Linked DNA regions of Rattus norvegicus: region 1 is linked to region 2. The links are chromatin contacts, called in public Hi-C maps. All regions are on one chromosome and are shown on one strand. Each heading gives the region's core, a stretch centred on a gene start, on an enhancer-like site or on the middle of the called end of the contact. The rest is flanking DNA. Distances are from core to core; before and after follow the strand shown.

Region 1 (2,927 bases), core at 220-2,719, 110 kb after region 2:
CACTCACAAGACCCGCCTCTAGCTGGGCAGCACTCTCCCCTCTCCCCACATGACCAAGCTCAGGGTCTTGTTCACTCTGTCTGCGCACAGGCAATGGTTGCTGGGAGGGGAGAGACTTTTTCCTCAGTGGTGCAGCCACCACAGGGTGCCCATGGGCCTTTAATTAACCCCTCACCCACGCTCCTAGAAGACTTAGACTCTTTAGGTCTCCAGGAAATAACAAGGACATGAAAGTAATGGCGGCCTCTCTGGGAGAGGAAGAGGGTCAGAGGAGCTCGAGGAGGACAAGAGAGGGAAATGAGGGGGAGCACGGTCACAGTACACAGCATACATGAGAGGAGATGTCATCATGAAACCCAGGGTTACGTATGAATGATGTGTGCTAATAAAAAGTCTTGTCAATTGGGGCCGGAGAGATGGCTCAGTGGTTAAGAGCACTGACTGCTCTTCCAGAGGTCCTGAGTCCAAATCCCAGCAACCACACGATGGCTCACAACCATAAGGCCAGCCTGGTCTACAGAATGAGCTCCATCCAGGCCAGACAGGGATTCATAGTGAAATGCTGATTCAAAAAGAAAGAGAGAGAGAGAGAGAGAGAGAGAGAGAGAGAGAGAGAGAGAGAGGAAGAAAGGAAGGAAGAGGGAGAAAGAGAGAGAGAAAGAGGAAGAGAGGGAGAAAGAGAGAGAAAGAGGAAGAAAGAAAGAAAGAAAGAAAGAAAGAAAGAAAGAAAAGAGAAACAAAATGACAGCCGTGAAAAGATGCCCGACCCCAAACCCAACAGAGTGGGTCTGTCCTTGGGAACCCCATGATGGAGGGAGAGACCAACTCCTACAAGTTGTCCTCTGACCTTCACAGACATAATTTGGCATGCATATAAAAGAAAGAGGGAGGGACGGAGGGAGGTTGGGGTGTGTAGGTTGTAGCACAAATGTAAAAATCAATTCAGGGCCCTGCAACCCTCATATAAATTGGATGCAGTGGGGGTGCTCACATCTGTAATCTCAGGGTGGCTCTCCTGGGAGTAGCGGGGTGGAGACAAGCAACTCCCTGTAGCTTACAAGCCAGCCAGCCTGGCATAAGCAGAAGTAAGCAAGAGACAAGGAAGTCCGTGGCCGATACCCAAGATCCAGCTCTGATCTACACTAACAGGCTATGGTACTAGGCCTAGACGAGGGGCTGGGATTGGCTTGATGGGAGAGGTTGAGCGTTCTGGGTTCCCTCCTCAGCTCCTCGGTAAGTAAACAAACAAGTCCTGTTCCTTGCATCCCTGAAGCTCTCCTGCTTATGTTTCAGCTCCCAGAGTGCGCGCTGGCCTTTACAAACCTCGCAGATTCTTGGCCACTGAATGCTGAGTCATAGAATACCTTGTGGGCTGGCGGAATGAAGGCCAGCTTTTCCATACTCCATCCACACAGCGGTCTTTTCCCCCGTTCATCGCTTTGGAGGTGAATGGATGAAGTCGGTCTCCCTGGGACCCAGCTTAGAGACAGTGGCAGGTGCAGGGTCAGGGCAACATGACACTAAAGGCATTTGGTTGGTGATGTGAGGCAGGCAGGAAGGAATGTGGGACGGTTAGAGGAACTTGGCCTGCAGCCCAGCCAGGAGAGAGGGTTACAGCAGAAGGCCTGGTGCCAGGCAACTGTATTCCACCATCGCTCGGGTCCACCTTGTGTTGGTGCCAAACACTGGTCTTTAGGAAGCACAGAAAGCCCTTGCGTGGATGGGTGCTATCAATATGGGCGTGGCCATGTTAAGGACCCCAGAGCCTCACACCAGGAACAAATGGCAAAGCCTTCCCCAGACCCTGGGTGAGGCTCAGAGGGAAACCGCAGATCCTTCCCTAGGGAGATTGGATGCCAGTGTTGATAGTGTGTGCAGAACGTGTCTACCATAGCTTTATTTCCTTCGGTATTTACAGCCTGCAGACTGTGCCCCACGGAGACCGCTCCTACTCAGATGAGGCAAACCTGACCCCTGGCCCAGCTGTGTGCAATAACCCCGCCCCCATGTTCTACTCTTTATAATAAACAGGGTGTGCTTCTGGGGCATCCGAGGTCATCTTTGGCTACAAAGACAGTTCTAGGTTAGCCTAGGCTACAAGACTCTGTCTTAACAACAACAATAACAACAACAACAACAAGAAGACAGGTGGAGACAGGAGGAAGCACTTTGAAGGCTGAAGTAAGAGGACGGTCACGAGTTTCAGGGCAATCAGGCTACAGAAGAAGACCCTGTGTCAACAGAAAAGGGAGGAAGAGAAGGGAAGGAACTGTGCGGGAGGATCATGAAGGGGGACTCGGCAAATTAATGTGAAGTGTGCATGCAAGTATCACAGTGCAACCCATTTTCCCCCCTAGTAACTGAAAAATAAAACAAAAGCCAGCACACGCTTTTAATCCCAGCACTCAGGAGGCAGAGACAGGCAGATCTCTGAGTTTGAGGCCACCCTGATCTACAAAGTGAGTTCCAGGACAGTCAGAGTTACCCAGAGAAACCCTGTCTCAAAAGAAAAAAATAGAGAAATAAACCCCCAAAACAACTGTGTGCATCAACTGTGCGCATGTCCTGCCACGGTGCCCAGGAGTCATGGCTCTCCCTCAGGGGCACAGGGGCGGTCAGTCACACAGGAGCCTCCTGTCTCACCTGCAGGCAGCAGCCTGTATGGCCATCCTTGGCAGGTTCCCTGAGTGAAACTGCCTGACATGCTCAGCCAGGAGGCAGAGGTCCTCGTGCTCACAGATAAGCACAGAAGATCAAGGAATGAGAAGCACAGGGCCGTCCCTTTGAAGGGAGGATACTTAACCCTTCTTCACCCAGAGGCTGGGGATGGACACGGTTAACAGCCTGCTGACCTCCGCACTATCCGTGTGGGCTGAGACCATACGGGATCCTTCCCAGACCCTTACGTGAGCTTGTTTTCCCCGTTA
Region 2 (3,324 bases), core at 94-2,593:
CCGCAGGCGCCTCCTCTTGCTGCAGCCCTTGCTGCGGCCACTGCACTCGCGCACTGCCGGCCCTGCGCCTAGGACCGCCTAGAGGGCGGGGCCTGCCCGCTCCGAGGTGTGAGGTGTCTTCTCTGGCTTCACTTTTCCCTCCATAACCCCACCCCTTCCCAATGGTCCCATCTGACCTCGTAGGTGAGAAGCAGTTGCCCATGCTCCCGGTGGCGTTCTTCTCTGCATGCCTGGTACCCACTCCTTTACCCATCTCCTGCCTCCGCCCCCCCCCCCCCCGTCTGCAATCTTTGTTGTCTAGGCCTCATCCCCTTTCTTCTAACATCTGGAAACTTTTACCCCTCCCCTAAGATCTGATGGACCATCCTGCTGGGTCTCTGACAACGAACCCCTGTGCTCTTCCCCTAACAGGTGTCTCATTTCCCAAACTCTGTCCCACCAGCCTAGAAGCTTCTGGCGCTCTAAATGTTCATTTTTAGCGCCCCACTTGGCCATCGACTTACTAGTCACATCTTTCCCTGCATTATTGTTTTCCTATAAGATATAGACCCTGCCTGCCCATCTGTCTGTGTCTCTTCCTATTCATCCTCTTCGCCCAGGTCCAGCCCCATCTAACGAAGTCCAAGTTTGAATAGTTAGTTGAGCATCTGTCATTTCAGCTATTTGGGATGCTAAGGCTGAAGCAGGAGGATAGCAAACCTAAAGGCCTCCCTGAACTCCACAACTTGCAGCCTCGGTCCCTCCCTAGCTTTCATCCAGAAATTCCCAAAACCTCTCCTTCCATCTCTTACCATAGCGTCCCAGTATCTCCCCTTCGACTGTCTTCTGTCAGTTTTTTTATTTAATCAAGTTCCAACTCCACCTCCAGTTCCATAGTACCGCCCCCACCCCAGGTAAGACCCTCCCCCTCATTGTCCCGACCCAATAAGGACTGTTGATAATTTCTTGGGCTCGCTGCATCCAATCACTTCTACTTTCCTATTCATTTGCCTTTTCAGTGCAGGTCCTGCCTGCTGGAGCTATAGGCGAGTCACCAATTTGTTTTCTTTTTGCCAGCTTCTCTTGCTGTGATTCCTCCCCCGCCCCTCACCCCCCCCCCCAAAAAAAAGACTTGATAGGCCTTTTTTTTTTTTTTTTTTTTTTTGAGGCAGAGTCTCACACAGCCCAGGCTGGCCTCTATCTCCCGTTGTAGCATGACCTTGAACGCCTGATCCCCCTGCCTCCACCGCACCTGGTTCTTTCCCATACCTGGCTCTGAGGTCTCCATTTTCGCTGTGCTGCTGAGTTAGGCATTTTTAGGGTCCCCTTGACGCCCCGCCCTCTCCTAGGTAGAATCCAATCCTAAGCTTTTTGTGCAATCCCACCTCCTCTAGCTAGGCTTGGTTAGAGTCTGCCTAGCCGTGGCCCCGCCCACTCCATCAGTCCAATCAGCTCGTGTTCTCCCTCCACCTGCCCAATCACTCCCTCCCCATCCATTCATCGCCTCCTCCTGCCCAATCACATCTGCTTCTCTACCAAGGCTCCGCCCCCAAGACCCTGCCCCCCTCAGCCCCGCCTCCCTGTCCAATGCTCAGCTCAGTGTGCGTCTGGTCGTTCAGCGGGCGCCAGGGGACCCGCAAGCAGCATTCTCAGCCGGCGCCAACGCCGCAGCCGCCTGAGTCCTCACCGCCGCCTCTGCTACCGCCGCCGCAGCAGCAGTGCGCTCAGCCCGGCACCGCCGCCTCCCCGGCGGGTGCCCCGCTTTCCTGTGGGCCTGGGGGCCGGCGCGCCGAGCCATGCTCCGGGCTGCCGGCGGTGGCCATGGGGCGGCACGGCGGCGGCGGCGGCGACAGCGGTAAGATCGTGATCAACGTGGGCGGCGTGCGCCATGAGACGTACCGCTCCACGTTGCGCACCCTACCGGGGACCCGGCTGGCCGGGCTGACCGAGCCCGAGGCGGCCGCGCGCTTTGACTACGACCCGGGCACGGACGAGTTCTTCTTTGACCGTCACCCGGGCGTCTTCGCCTACGTGCTCAACTACTACCGCACCGGCAAGCTGCACTGCCCGGCCGACGTGTGCGGGCCGCTCTTCGAGGAGGAGCTGGGCTTCTGGGGCATAGACGAGACGGACGTGGAGGCCTGCTGCTGGATGACCTACCGCCAGCACCGTGATGCCGAAGAGGCACTGGACTCCTTCGAGGCTCCGGACTCCTCGGGCAACGCCAACGCCAACGCCGGAGGCGCCCATGATGCGGGCCTGGACGACGAGGCGGGCGCAGGAGGTGGCGGCCTGGACGGGGCAGGCGGCGAGCTCAAGCGTCTGTGTTTTCAGGACGCGGGCGGAGGTGCCGGAGGACCTGCCGGAGGCCCGGGCGGCGCGGGCGGCACGTGGTGGAGGCGCTGGCAGCCCCGCGTGTGGGCGCTTTTTGAGGACCCCTACTCGTCGCGGGCCGCCAGGGTGAGCGCGCTCTCCGAGCACTCCTAATTATCCCAACCGCTCTGTTTCCGGAGCACTCCAACCCAGTGTCTGTTCCTCCACCTCCCGAGCTCCTCATTTCTCAGGAAGCCCTTCCTCCTTGCAGCTGGAGTTCCCTGCAAACACACCCCTCTCTTTAGGCCACACTTCCAAGGACACCTCCCGAAACTTCAGCGTCTCTGGGACCTTCTAAACCCCAACTTACTGCTCCAAGTCATCATAGATCCTGGAGAACGGCTTCCTGGCCGAAAATCTGGAATTTTCTGACAGTCCCACCCCGCCTTTCCCACACACCTTCTGAGACCTTTGGCAGGCCTCCAGAATGTTCTCTGCCTCTCCAAAACTCCTCACTGTCCCTTGAACACTCCAAAGCCATTCACTTATTCCCGATCCTCAGTGTCCCAGACCCCACCCCCTCCAGACCCACTGAAGTTCCTTCTCCATCTCTCCCTCCTTGGGGCCCTCTCTCATTCTCCCTGGGCCCAACTCCTAGATCTGTTTTTCTGTCTAACTTTGGGCCTCCTGACTGTTTGTGGTCTTCTGCTCTTAGCTCTCAAAGTTCTAGAAGATCCCCGGCCCCAAAGAACCCTCAGAGCCTTCTGAACCTCCAAACTACTGGTCCTAATCAGCACATTTTCCCCACGTCCTAGCTGAGTGTGTGTTGAGGGGCAGGGTCTTCCTTTCTAAACCCTCAAATCCTTCACCCTCTTTACCAACCTCCTGCAAAGGACTCCCTAGAATCCATTATGTCCCACTCCTGGGTCTCCAGAAGGACCCCATGTTATACTTACCCTCTCCAGTACCCCAGTTTGTGTCCCCCCCACCCCCCGGATTGCCCACAGTTAGCAGAATATCCTTCCCTCCAAC

Evidence for each region. A called contact is a pair of places that touch in the nucleus more often than the background predicts.
Region 1: a contact with region 2 is called in a Hi-C map of liver, with 2.1 times the contacts expected there. The contact joins the enhancer-like site here to the promoter of Kcnc3 in region 2. A contact is called at or near these places in 6 of 12 Hi-C or Micro-C datasets (the A7r5 cell line, Schwann cells, frontal cortex and 3 more).

Annotation. Positions count from the first base shown.
Region 1 is chr1:104,321,877-104,324,803 of GRCr8, forward strand. No RefSeq gene overlaps it. Among named protein-coding and RNA genes, the nearest start is that of Izumo2, 9.6 kb to the right of the region's middle. Within about 2 kb of position 1,470, at least 13 of the 93 cell types and tissues checked have an H3K27ac peak or open chromatin away from gene starts, as enhancers often do. A contact at or near this core is called in the A7r5 cell line, where this site is marked.
Region 2 is chr1:104,216,129-104,219,452 of GRCr8, forward strand. It overlaps Kcnc3 (potassium voltage-gated channel subfamily C member 3), which reads left to right and starts at 1,344. Exons shown (of 4, transcript NM_053997.5): 1 at 1,344-2,439. The coding sequence starts at 1,567.